Regions from separate parts of the Rattus norvegicus genome. Here region 2 is linked to region 1. Evidence: chromatin contacts called from public Hi-C data. All regions are on one chromosome and are shown on one strand. Each heading gives the region's core, a stretch centred on a gene start, on an enhancer-like site or on the middle of the called end of the contact. The rest is flanking DNA. Distances are from core to core; before and after follow the strand shown.

Evidence for each region. Hi-C and Micro-C count contacts between places; a contact is called where the count stands out from the background.
Region 2: a Hi-C map of the A7r5 cell line shows a contact between it and region 1, with 4 times the contacts expected there. The contact joins the promoter of Btbd16 here to the enhancer-like site in region 1. A contact is called at or near these places in 5 of 12 Hi-C or Micro-C datasets (the A7r5 cell line, the Rat2 cell line, Schwann cells and 2 more).

What each region holds. Positions count from the first base shown.
Region 1 is chr1:194,594,725-194,601,856 of GRCr8, reverse strand. It overlaps a transcript of Tacc2 not described here. Among named protein-coding and RNA genes, the nearest start is that of Trnap-agg25, 3.8 kb to the right of the region's middle. Within about 2 kb of position 3,481, at least 3 of the 93 cell types and tissues checked have an H3K27ac peak or open chromatin away from gene starts, as enhancers often do. A contact at or near this core is called in the A7r5 cell line, where this site is marked.
Region 2 is chr1:194,762,220-194,769,351 of GRCr8, reverse strand. It overlaps Btbd16 (BTB domain containing 16), which reads right to left and starts at 3,352. Exons shown (of 16, transcript NM_001017464.2): 1 at 3,151-3,352; 2 at 583-640. The coding sequence starts at 600.

The sequences.
Region 1 (7,132 bases), core at 2,232-4,731:
ATTTGTTCTCTGTGTGTGTGTGTGTGTGTGTGCGCACGTGCGAGTGCGCGCCGAAGGACAACTTGAATGAGTCTGTTCCCTCCACTATGTGAGTGCATTGCTCTTGCCCAAAGGTGGCCCAGGCTAGCCCTGAATTCCTGATTTTCTTGTCTCTTTAGCATATGTTATGGTCATGAGCTACCACAATGGCTTAAATAATATTTACTAAAAAATAAAATAACTTTCTCTTTAAGTACAAAGAGAACAATTACTTTTTAAAAAGATCATATTTGCACTAAAGCTGTCTCAATAAAATCAAGACAATTCAGATACATGGACAATTTATCTGTCTACAGTAGGATGACATTATAGATCAATAACAGAAAGAAGTCTAAAAACTCATAACCACTTGGAGGCTGAAAAGCTTATTTCTCAATGGTTCATAGGTGAGATGAAGCAGAGGGAAACGGGAAGTGCTTTAATTGAATAGGAATAAAAATATAAAACTTCATGGAATATGCCAAAAATGGAGCTTAGAGCAACATGCCCACCGGGACAGCTGGGCTTTACAGAGGTCTCGGAGGAGCTCAGCTCCCACCTTACAGCACACACAGACTGGGTGCACTAGCAAGCGCTCTGAACACCATAGTTTAGAAATGGCTGAGGTGGAGCAGGAGAGATGGCTTAGCAGCTAACAGTGCACAGACCAGCCTGGGAACCTGAGTTCCCAGAACCTGCAGTGTAGGAGAGAACTCACTCCCTGAAGTTATCCTCTGATTTATGCACACACGCGTGCACGCGCACACGCACGCACACATACACACACACGCGCGCACACACTTTCGAAAAAGAAGAAATTGAGATGGTAAATTTCATGCAGTAATCGACAAGCAGCAGAGTATAGAAATCAACCACACACACCATTTAATCCCATTTCTTGAAAGAATTAGGGAAACCAATCAGTGGTGATAGAAGTCAGAATAACTCTCGCTCTCGGACAAGAAATCAGCTGGGATGAAAGAGAACATTCTGGGGTGACAGACATGTTCTCACTCTAGGTTTGAATGTAACTACACAAGTATGGGTGGGCGTAAGTGTTCACCAACTTCTCAGGTTTAGACATCTCTCTCCCCCCACCCCTAAAGAGACAGGGTCTCCCCGTATAATTCTAGCTTGCTAGCCTGCATCTCTCTATGTAGACCCAAGCTGGTCTTGAACTCACAGAGATCCACCTGCCTCGAGGTGCTAGAATGAAAGGCCTGCACTACCCACCTGGCTACCGATTTAAAACTAATACAAAAAGAAACTATAAGGATTCCTGTAGGAGAATCACTAATTGCCAGGGTCCGGGATGGGGGACAGAGAAGGGAGAGATGACTGGGTGAGCCCTGGGGGATGGATATTCACGGCAGGAAACCTTTCTGTATGATGACGTCACAATGAAGGGGACATGGCAGGACAGGTCTCACAGACCCATAGCATGAATATCAGGGTAAACCTTAGTGTAGGTGCTGGACTGTAGGGAGTAATAACCCAGCAGCATAATGGCTCAGTGACGGGAACAAACATACCAGTTAACTCAAGGCCTTCACAGTAACAGAAACCACACGGAGGAGGAAGAAAGAGGTGCCTGGGGACTTTCTATCCTGTCTTTCTCCTCTTCCTCCTCTTCTTCCTCTTCCTCCTCCTCTTCTTCCTCTTTGTCCTCTTCCTTCTTTTCTTCCTCCTCCTCTTTTTTTTTTCTTTATTTTTTTCGGAGCTGGGGACCGAACCCAGGGCCTTGCACTTGCTAGGCAAGCGCTCTACCACTGAGCTAAATCCCCAACCCCACCTCCTCCTTCTCTTCTTCAGTGTTTTTAAAAGCCAGATGAAGAGACTCATGCCTTTGATTTTATTCTAATTATGTATGTGTGTGTGTGTGTGTGTGTGTGTGTGTGTGTGTGTGTGTGTGTGTGTGTGTTGGGGTGGGGGTGTCACATGAGTGCAGTGCCTACAGAGGCCAGAAGAGGGCATCAGATTCCCTGGAGCTGGAGTTACAGGAGTGAACTGAACTCAAGTCCACTGCTCTTGGGAGCCATCTCTCCAGGCCCCCTATACTATCTCCTAAACTTTTCTGTACATTTAAAGCCATTCAAAGAATAGCCCATGATTTTAAAAGTATACATATATGTATATATGTGAAATATCTAGACACACACACACACACACACACACACACACACGAGCGCGCGCGCGCGCGTGTAAAAATGCTCCTCTCTTACACTCCAGAAAAGAACTGGAAAGCAAACCCAGAAAAGCATGAGAGGCTAACATTTTGATTGTAGTTTTCTACAGACAGGGAGAGTAGGAGAGGTTCCTCTGCCCTCCATTTTTCTCTATGTTTGCAGTTGTTGCAATAAATAAGTATTGTCTCATGACAAAAAATAATAACAACAACAATCCCTTTCTCTTACAATGGTCTATTCCTCCGGAATGGGTAGAGCCTTTAGCCTTGTCACTTCCAGCCCGTACTTAGGGGCAGGCTCCCTTCCACCCAACCCCCTCACCCCCCCACCCTCCCACCCCCCCCACCCTCCCACCCCCCCCACCCTCCCACCCCCCCCACCCTCCCACCCCCCCCACCCGTCAGGGCTCCTTCTGGCCAGAGAAAATAAACAATGAGTCAGAAGGACAGAGGATGACTCTTTTCCTTAGGCAGAAGCGGGGAGAAGAGAGCTGGCAGGCTGGAAAAGGATGGCAGGACAGTGCTGTGTGCTGTCTGCGACCTAAAGAACCAGTCCCACCGCTGCTCGGGGCTCCCATCAAATCTTGTTAAGCTTTCTCTAAGACCTGACTTTGTTTACAGGGAAACTAGATACTAAAGATCAACTGGATTTCTGTTCGAGTGTGTCTGTGGTTAAGGGTCTGTGGGGCGGCATCAATCAGGAGTGCCCCCTCCTGTCTCTGTGAGCCTGCAGCTTGTCTAACTTCTCTGAGCCTTGTTTTCCCCCCAGGGGTCCCCTCAGGTCAGGTATATGTATGTATCCAGAACTGCTTTGCTCCAGGATGTGCGTAGCCCTGGACCCTGGGTGTAGCACACAGCCACCATGTTAGCAGAGAGAAATAAGACATAGGTGAAGCCCATCGATTCTATTTAAAAAAAAAAAACAAATACAAAAACAAAAAAAAAAAAACACCCGGCTGCCTTCACTACACTGATTTTACTCAAACATGAAGGATTTTTGCTCTAAGCAGGAGACCATCTTATGAAAAGCAGCTGAGAAAGGAATGGTTTAACCAGAGTCTGAGACTCTTTGCTACTCTGAGGCACCTAGGCGCTGATGCTGCTTCAGGACTGACAGGAGCATCGGTGTTGGTACATTTACCCAAGACAGGTAAATCTCATCAACAGAGGTGGGGGGGACTATTGCTCCCTACCTACCGGCCCCCCACCCATCAGTCTGTTTACACTGCCCCACACTGCTCCAGTCCTCAGTGCTACACTGTGGTTTAAAGTCACTGAAATAATGCAAGGATGAGTTGGCCTTTCCGAGAATAGCTGTGTAAATCACAGAAACCACAGTAAGGACCTCACAGGATTTGGGACCATAATCACCCCATTAAATTGTCACTCTTCCCTACTGCCAGGGGCTTGCTTAAATAAAGGCCAGATCAGGAGCCTCCCCAGCCAGTCTTTACTTCAACAGTCTTTCCTTCACCACGTCTAAGTTGACTAATTTCTCCACAGTTGCTGGCGAGGGGGTAGCACCAAGTTATGAGATCATAGGGTAGTCTCTCACATACATTGCACAGAATTACAGACTGGCCTAGAACTTAACAATATAGACCAGGTTGGCTTCAACCCCACAGAGGTCCAGAGTCTCTGACACTGGCATTAAAGGCATGTGCCACCACACCCAATAATATTCTTTTTTTTTTTTACTGAGATTTCAAATGAGAATGTTAACAGTCATGCTTGAGGCCTAAGCACAGGTGACCTTTGAGAGTCACTGTCCTACCCTTGCCGGCTGTAAACAGTAATTTGCTGAGACTATGAACCTTGTTTACAGTCAAAACAAATGCCTTACCTTCCACGTGACCTTCTTATAAAAAAGTCTTTTTGACCTATTTTTTTTAACCACACTATAATCCTCTCCAATGTGTCTGAGAAACTACCCTATAATCTCACCCCCATAAAGGAAAAAACAAAACAACGAGGACAAAAATGCTGTTGCAAACACTATGGATACAGACAGGAAGACGATGCCCAGGTAAAGGCACTTGCCACCAAGCCCCGTGACATCAGTGAGTTTGATTGCCTAGAACCACGTGGTCAGAGAGAACCAGCTCCCATAAATTGTTCCCTGACCTTCCCAAGGGTACCTGGCGGACATGTACCCCCAATAAACGAAGGCAATTATAAATGAAACCCTGTGAACAGTGACTTCAGAAAGCACTACCCTACATAACTCATGTTAAGATGGCCACTGTACCTGCCCCTTCTGCGAATCCTATCCTGAGCATACGCTGTCTCTCTCATGAGCATCTTCCTTCTCTATCTAACACCTGTGCTTAAATCATTTATCTAGTCTTTAAAATTATTTTTTAAATTAATATGAACATGTATGTATATATGCACGTGAATGCATGTGTCTGCAGAATCCGGGGTGTTGGATCCCTTAGGGCTAGAGTTACGGGCAGTTGTGAGCTACCCAATATAGACACTGGGACCTGAACTGTGGTCCTCTGCAAGAGCAGTCAGCAATCTTAACTGCTGAGCCATCTCTCCAGCCCCCTGAATCTATTTTAAAATCTTTTTTCTTATTACACTCTAACTTTGCCTCATACTGAATCCTGAATTATTTTTCTGTGGCATGGTCAAAAATCCTGGTTCCACCTGAATGGAGGTTTCTCCAGAGTCACCCCTGGGGCTACTGCCCTGCTTCCTTCACAGCCGCCTCTTAGCTCAGCTATTCTATGAAAGTTGTACGACAAGACCATTCTTGATGGTTGGTATGTAAGAGAGAAAGGCTCCAGGATGTTATGGGCCCGGATCTAGTCCAGATGCAGACATCTGGTCCAGCTGTGCCGGGTAGAATGGGGAGCAGGCAGGGGTGTTACCTGGATTAAGCTAGCTTCACTCTGGAGGGCAGGATCGACCTCCCTCAGGAACCCAAGTCCAGCCAGGGATGAACACTTACTGAGTTTGGATTATGCAAAGTCAAGTTATAACAGTGACACCATGTGGCAATCAGGAAGCAAGGCAGTTGGACAAGCTCCTCTGTAGGTGAGGAACCTACCCTAGAGGACATGTAAGCCCCTAGTTCTCCTATAATTCAAAGAGGGAGATGGTTCTTAAGGCAAAACAGGGACTGTCTCCCACTCTAGGTAACGTGCCGAGTCTGTCCTTGTGTGTGGTGTGGAGACAATCCTTGGTCAGATTTGTATCTTTCTCCCTGTCCGTTTTTTCTCCACATTTGTTGAGACCTGGTTCTAGGGCTCCCTAAATCAAAGCGTGTTCAAATCCGCACTACACAAATCCACAACGTATTCTCCCAAATACCTTAAGTCATCTCAATTCCTTTCTAAATCTGTGCGGCTGTGGTTTTTAGAAACAATGTCTGGCTGTAGAGTCCTAGGCGGCACATGGAACAATCAGATGTAACTCATACCGGTCTCTAACTCATGGTAATCCTCCTGCCTCTGCTCCAAGTGTTGGAGCACAACTCCATTGTGCCTGGCTCGACTACTTAGATCTAACAGGATAGATGCCACACCGCATTGTTTAGGGATACTTTTTAAAGTCCATGTACGTTCATTACAAATGCATTTTCCCTGGTCCACGGTGGGTTGAATCCACGGATGCAGAGCCTCAGAGGATAAGGATAAAGAGGACAACTGTTTTCCTCCCACACCTCAGCTGCCTCGGGCCTTTCTGCACTTCCTGTCTCTGGAGCTTTTGTAAATAGAAAACAGTCTGAAGTTCATGGCTATTCCTAGCCCCTGTAAAAGCCTGAATCCGTTCAGAGTAGATGCTGATTGTCCCATTGGGCCACTGGAGAAGGCAAATGAAAAGTCCTGGAGCAGGGGTGGGTAGGGTGGGTGGAGGTTTGTGTGGGGGGAATATGGTAAGGGACCCCTCCCCTGGCTTTCTGACCGTGTTCTTGGGCTCAGAGGTTGATGAGGATTGAGGAACGGCCCCAAAGGTATGGCCATGTGTTGAAGGTTACAGGGAAGTGGCATGGTCATGGGGTCCATGGATAGCATGGCTGGCCTAGCAATGGGTCTCTTGGCTGTGGTACAGGAGAGGGGATGACAGTCTCAGCACACCAGGCTTTACAGAAGGGGTGCCAAGTCTGGAATGGTGGCGCACATCTTTAATCCCAGTACTCAGGAGGCAGGGGCAGGTGGATCTCTGTGAGTTTTAGGCCAGCCTGGTCTAGGACAACCAAGTCTATGTAGAGAGAGGTTTTATCTTAAAAATAATAATAATTATATATAACAGGACAGCAGTTGTGGGAATTCCCACCAGACTGGCAGAGTTAAAGATTCAGAATCAGAGCTGAATTGGTTCAAAGAAAGCAGAATTTTATTTTGTATCCAGAACTCATTTGGTGTGGTGTCTGGCACCCGTCTGCAAGTGAGTGTTAAGTGCTATTGTTATCCTGCTGAGTGATGCCAGGCTGGTGTGACTCACACAGGAGCCTTACCCCATCTTGCCTCCTACAAACATCCTGACTGCATGGTGGATATGAAAGTGACCAGAGAGCAGGGTAGCTTTGGAGTGAGTTTGGCCCTGCATGGGGACAAGCACTCATTTACTGAAGACCACCCTGTTTTCAGCTGTGAGGAGGACTTGTCCTTATTCCTAGATGCTGTCTCTTTCACACTCAATTCACATGCCCAGAAGAGACAGTTCTTCAAGAGAAAACAATAGACTAAAGCTGAGGAACAATCTGCTAAAGACCTTTGAGCTGCTGTTACTCATCAATCAACCACAAGCTGGGGACAAGTCCCCTAGTCTCCTAAGAGGCATAGAAGTCTGGTTAGATCCAGATACTAAAAGCTTTGTCCTGTGACTTAGACAAACATAAGTCAGCTGACAGGGATATGAAGAGATAAGGAAGCTCCTATGTTGAGACCACAAAGGTCATAGATACAATTCAAAGTATCA
Region 2 (7,132 bases), core at 2,103-4,602, 170 kb before region 1:
AGTAGACAGCCAGTCAAGTTTGAGGCACTCAGTGGTGCATGCCCTCAGTCTCAAATGGCAAGCACTTTATTGACTGAGCCATAGGGATGAAAGTTTCCATAGCAAGAAACATCTATGAGGCTGACCAACTGATTAGGACTTCGATGACAGTGGAATATTGCAGGTCCAGAACAATGTTATCTTGGGCTATCTTCAGTCTCCTTACAGGCCATTCCTTGCCTGCCTCTGTGCCTGACACGCCCTTGTGACTATCAGGTGAAACTGTTTTGCAATGTATTAACAAGCTAAAAACTCAAAATGTCATCAGTTAACACCCCTATCTGTAGCAGGGGTTCCCCACTTCTTCATATTCCTACCGACGCGCCTGACAGTGATCTGTTATATAAAATGCCACGAAGGCATTGCCACGTCAGAGAACGGAACTCAGAGTTTCCGAAATGTGCATTCCTGAGCCAGGATCATGTTTAGCTCCGGAATAAACTAACCCTCACCCGCCTTGAGGTGAGAATTTCGGGATTTGCATCTATAACCACCCTCCCCAGACCTGCTGTCACTGGCCTTCCTGTGGAAAGATCTACTTACTGAATTCAACATTTTCATGAATGATAGTGCAGATGACAGCGATGACAGCGATGAGCACCTGGAAGACAAAGACTTAAAGCTGAACGTTTTCATGTCCCCAAAGCATCTCATCAGAACGCTGTAGCGCAGACTGACCTACAGAATCTACCTTTTACCAGAAAAGGAATCAGAACGCCTCAGACATGGGTCATGTGTCATAGCCAGAGGATGTCTGTTTGTATGTTCTGTAGTTGGGTGCATTGTCTCACACTGCACAAGAGCTCTCGTCTGAGATGGATGGACTGATGGACAGATGGATAGGTAGACAGACAGACAGACAGACAGACAGACAGACAGACAGACAGACAGGCCTATGCTATTATTTTGGAGAAGCAGCTCAGGTAGAGGAACAGCAAGATATGCTTCTCACATCGTCAAGATCAACATATGGCCTCAAGTAGGGTGACCGTATAACTCTCTATTTGGAGCAGGAAACTCTATGGGCGGCTTTACCAATTAGTCAGGGCTGTACCGGGCCCAGTGGAGCTATGATCACCTTGGCTTAAAGGCCAGGAAAGAGGACTGGCAGAGCATTCATTCTCCCGCTGGTTTTGAATGCAATTAGGTTAATTTGGTTGGAAGTGACAGAAACCAATCTGATTGATGGTATGCCCAAAACAGTTAGTAGGAAGAGGAGGGTAGAACTGACTGAAAGATGCCGATGGGGCGAGGACACTCACAGACTCCAAGGAGACTGGGAATCTGCCAAGGGACTGAGGATGTCGTGAAAATGAATCAGTTCCCACACTCCGTCTCCAGGAGGTTCTACTCAAGCAAGTCACCATCACCACTGCCACCACACTAAATATACACACCCACACACACCACACAGCACACAAAACACACACACACATACACACCACACACACACACACACACACACACCACACTACACATACATCACAGTAGACACACTCCACTCCACTCCACAGCACACTAAACACATACACATACACACCACAGACACCATACACACTACACACATAAACATACTATACCACCCAGCACACAAACACACACATATACACACCACCCTATACACACCACAGTACACACACACACACACACACACACACACACACACTACAAGGACACTAAACACACACACATACACACACCACACACACCATATGCACCATACACACACACTACACTACACAGCACACTAAACACACACACACCACATAGCACACTAAACACATCCACATACACACCACATACATACACGCACACACACCACAGTACACACACACACACTATACAACATACTAAAAACACACAAACACACACCACAGAGCACACTAAACACACACCACAGAGCACACTAAACACACACCACAGAGCCCACTAAACACACACACACACACACACACACACACACACACTACAAGGACACTAAACACACACACATACATACACCACACACACCATCTGCACCATACACACACACTACACTACACAGCACACTAAACACACACACACCACAGAGCACACTAAACACATCCACATACACACCACATACATACACGCACACACACCACAGTACACACACACACTATACAACATACTAAAAACACACAAACACACACCACAGAGCACACTAAACACACACCACAGAGCACACTAAACACACATACACACACACACACACACACACTACAAGGACACTAAACACACACACATACACACACCACACACACCATATGCACCATACACACACACTACACTACACAGCACACTAAACACACACACACCACATAGCACACTAAACACATCCACATACACACCACATACATACACGCACACACACCACAGTACACACACACACTATACAACATACTAAAAACACACAAACACACACCACAGAGCACACTAAACACACACCACAGAGCACACTAAGCACACACACACACACACACACACACACACACACACACAGACTCCTCCACACACATGTGGTTTCATTCACGGCTGTGTTCCCACCTCCGGATTCATAGCTGCTTCTCTGTTTTTCACACTGAAGTCAAAATGGCCCTGCACCTCTGTAGTTAAAACCCTTGCCTACTTTCCACTATTCCACATACGAGCTCTGAGTCTTCATCGTGGCCCAGAGACATCTAAGGAGAAGGGAGTAGGCTCCAGGCAGACTTCATGCAAAGCTGGTCAGCATATGAAGAACTGCTCCTGCCAGGGCCTTCCATAGAAAAGGCTCACTTCAGTTCAGAGGCAGCCGCCTACCTTCTGTTTCTTTTACACAAGAGTCTTCCTAGCTGGCCTTGAACCCCAGGAGTATCTCAGTAGCCTTGAAATGTGTTTTATTTTTATGTCTCACTGGGAGCTGTGCCCTTGGTGAGCTTTAGTTGTTGCTCCCTTGGTCCTCTGGTGAGGACGCTGCCTGTGACTCTCCTTCAGCTCCCAGCCAGGACCCTCTGAAGCGCCTCCCTGCCTTGACAGAGCCACATGCAAACAGCTCCCATCACTGGCTGACCCCTTGGTCTCTGCTGTGGATGAGGCGCCAGTCCCACTTACAGTTCTGAAGTCCTGCTGCCCACAGGGGCCGTTCACAGAGGACGAGAGTGAAGCAGAGAAATGCTGGTTGCGCTGGCCACTGAGCTAAGGGAGAGCTGGAGGCTCGGCGCCTTCTGAGCCCGAATCTTGAAGGCTCTCATGACACCCGGGGCTCACCCCTTTCTCCTATGGGATGAGATGCTTTGCTGGGGGAGCCTGCCTTTGGCTTCCAGGGGGTAGTTGTGGGCACCATGGCAACAGCAGTCAGATTCCAAGGACTTCCTCTTCCGGGTTCTGATGTTAGCTCAGCTTGTGGTTCTCTGGGGAGGGGAGGGAGACAAGGCTGTCAGAAAACAGACTGTTAGTGACAGTTTGTCACTAGCATAACTCTGACTGGCTGCCAAAATATTTTCACAACAAAGGTAATTTGAATTCCATGGCCAAAATTAACCTTAATTAATACTACATCAATATTTGTGCATATACGTTTGTGTGTAGACACATTTCCCTCCCCCCATCCCTGTATTATTAATAGTGGTGACACTGTGTCTCTTGATATGGGAGAGAATGGTGGGTAGTGTATCCAGCCTCTGACAGACACTAGTGTCTCAAAGTGCAAGACCTGCAGCCCGGTTGTGCTCCTTTGCAGAGGAATGAGCTACACACACTGGGAGAGCCTTTGCAACATTTCCCATACCACCAGAGTGCATGCTGTCGGCTCTCTGACCTTGAGTCTGGTCTGCTGCTTCCCTCCTAGCCCACCGCCCAGGCCACGGTGTGATAGTGTGTGTGGAAGGAAGTACCTAAGCAAAAGCATTGTAGGGCAGCTCTGCCCTCTCTGTTGCTTCCACCCTTCCCTTTACCTCAGCCGTCCATGTAAACTTTCTCTGGAATAGAGGGCTTTATACGTGATTTGAATTAAGCTGTTTGAAATCTAAGAACCTGACCCTCCTGACACCACACCTGCCCTCTGGATACCATTTCCGGTACTACTTGGGTTACCGGCTAAAAGACAGCCCCTGAGCGCCTCCTATTGGCCACACTGGGAAAGTGTCCCAGGGAGACCCAATCCTCACCGCTCCTGAACCCAATGTTTGACCTTGCTCGTGTCAATCCCTTTCTGAAACCTTCGGCTCAGAAGCCTTCAGCTCCCCGGTAGATCGCTCCATGATTCTCTCCAGAGCTGAGCTGTGTGCCAAAGTCAGACACACGTACGTGAAAACAGCTCTAGCAGCAATCCCTCCCTGAAAGTTCTACCCGGAGGCATCCACTTGCAGATGACAAGGACCTGCCCTATGGGAGGGAAGAGTGGGGTTCAGACCCACCATCCTAGCTTTAGGCCAATGTTCAGGGGGCAGCTTTCTGTTTCCCCTGGCGTGATCTGGATCCGTAAGGATTGGCGAGAATGAGTCGGCTTCTGATTGGCGAGAATGAGTCGGCTTCTGATAGCACCGCTTAGGCTCCAGAGAGACGGGTGAGCAAGTTCCTACAGAGAACACGGCAACTCCTCCGATGGGGAGGCTGTGTGCACACGCTCAGGCACGGACGCATTTCCAGAAATGTGTTGTGAGGCCACAAGTGGCTGTTTATGTGAGTGAACACACACACACACACACACACACACACACACACACACACACAGTTGTATGGAGAGGGAAGTATAGCACAGTCGAAACAGTAACTGAACCTCCAACCAGACCATAAAGGATGAATTATCTCACAAGAAATGTAAAACAATCTTCTTTGAGCAGGTATGTGGGATGCAAACCCGTACTCCCAATACTGGGAAGTTGAGGCACAAGTCCGAGGTCGTCCTCAGTTATATAGGAAGTTTGAGGCCAGTCTATTGAAATGAAGAAGCAGACAAGTGAAGGAGTCCTACAGCAGCCCAATAAGCCTCAGGAGAGTACAGATGTCTGAGCTCCTGGAGCAGCCTGTAATATCAGAAGACAGACTGAAGCAGGAGGAACATCTTTCCCGTATCTTCCCCTGTGGGAAGGCCTACCTCAGTCTCACACCTCTGTGTTGTCTTGACACAGCCCCTCAGAATCCCAGAAGAGAAGCCAAGGGACTGGAAACACATGGCCCAGTCCCTCAGTAAGGCAGATCCTGGAGGAGCCAGCATGGCTGTCCCTCACAGCCTCTCACCGACAGTATAGCATCCCCAGCTGGCAACACCAGAAGAGAGGCGATCAAGCACAGAGCAAGTCTGACGCCAGGCCAAGAGAGCTGAATGTCAGAGAGCAGTCCCACATGTCGCAGAGAGTGACTATATACACCGAGGGCCGGGGGAGCAGGCATGTGAGCTTTCCGTCCTAGTTAGGGTTTCTATGATGCAGTGAAATCACGAGCAAAGCAAGTTGAGGAGGACAGAGCTTATTTGGCTTCACTTCCAGATCACAGTCCATCACTGAAGGAAGTCAGGGCAGGGGCCTGGAGGCAGGAGCTGACGCAGAGACCACTGAGGCTTGTTGGCATGGTTTGCTCAGCCTGCTTTCTTCCAGGACCACCAGCCCGGGGCTGGCACTACCCACCATGGGCAGGGCCCTCCCTCATCGATCACAAGTAAAGAAAACGCCCTACAGGCTTGTTTACAGCCTGATCTCATAGAGGCATTTTCTCAACTGAGATTCTCTTTTTCAGGTGACCTTAGCTTGTGTCATGTTGACATAAATCTAAACCTAGCCAGCACAAATACCAACTCTGGAGGGCTTCTAAGTGATACGTTTCCTAAACTTTAAAGCATAGTTCTGTGTTCAATCTCCAGAACTGTTTAGAACAGGCCAGTTGAGGCACATGCAACCCCAGCACTTGGAACACAGAAGCAGGAGGATCAGGAGTTCATGGTCATCCTTGGCTACATAATGAAGTCAAGGCTACCTTGGATTATATAAGACGGTCTCAAAAAAAAGACAAAGGAGGGGGAGGGAGAAGGGGGGAGGAGAAGGAAGAGGAGGAAGAGGAGGAAGAGGAGGAGGAGGAAGAGGAGGAGGAGGAGGAGGAAATAGGAAATAAGAAATGACACTTCAAGGTGCCTTCTTGGCTGTTGGAAAGAAAAAACAGGTCAGATCTTGAAATTCTGGAGCTGGCTCATGTGGCCTTGGCCACAAGCAATGTCACAGGAAGTCAGCATTGGACAGGTCACCCGCATTGTGGTGGATCAAAAAGAACCGATACCACTGTATAAGCCTGTCAGACACAGACAAACTTGAACCTGATGTGAACTACAGCGGAGGATCAGTGTTTCCCAGTCGTGGAGTCTGAGGTGGCTTCTGGGACTCTTTTCTAAGATGTGTTGCAGCTCCCCCTGGTGGAATTACTGCTTCACTGCAACCAAGGTCAACCTGCCCAACCCGGTGTTCCTAGTTCGTAGCTTCTACCCAGCCCCGTGCATACGGGCGTACAAATAACTACAAATCAGACATTTGCCAGCAATCAATTATGAAGAAGTTTATTTTAAAAGAACTTTGGTAGACATATCTGAAACTAGGCTTGGTAGACATAGTTCGCCGTTTATTTAAGATGAAAGCAAATTTGCATACTAATGAGACGGTATGCTTACTTATTCTCTCACGAAGGGTGAGAGCTTGGTTAAATATTGTGTATTTGGTACTGTGGGATACAGAGCATCTTCAGAGTTGGTCGATAGATTTTATAACTGTCAATGCTGAAACATACCTCCACACAGTGCAAATGACTGACAAAGGTACAATGGCCACCGAAGAAATGGTTGCAATTTCTGTCCTAATCCCATGCCAAAGTCCACCTGGTGAAATTTCAAGGAGCCCAGGTTAACAACCCGGCTTTCATGTAAAATCAAGCACTCCTAACAACACAACCTCTGCATTAACTGGACACTTGGATTCTGATAAACGGTGTCTGGGAATCATTGAAAGCCATTGGTTTTCCATAATGAAACCATCAGAGTAGAAAACTGCACCTCCAGTAAAAACACTGCCACTTATAACACACAGCAGACAGCCTGGGGGGGAGGCGGGAGCCG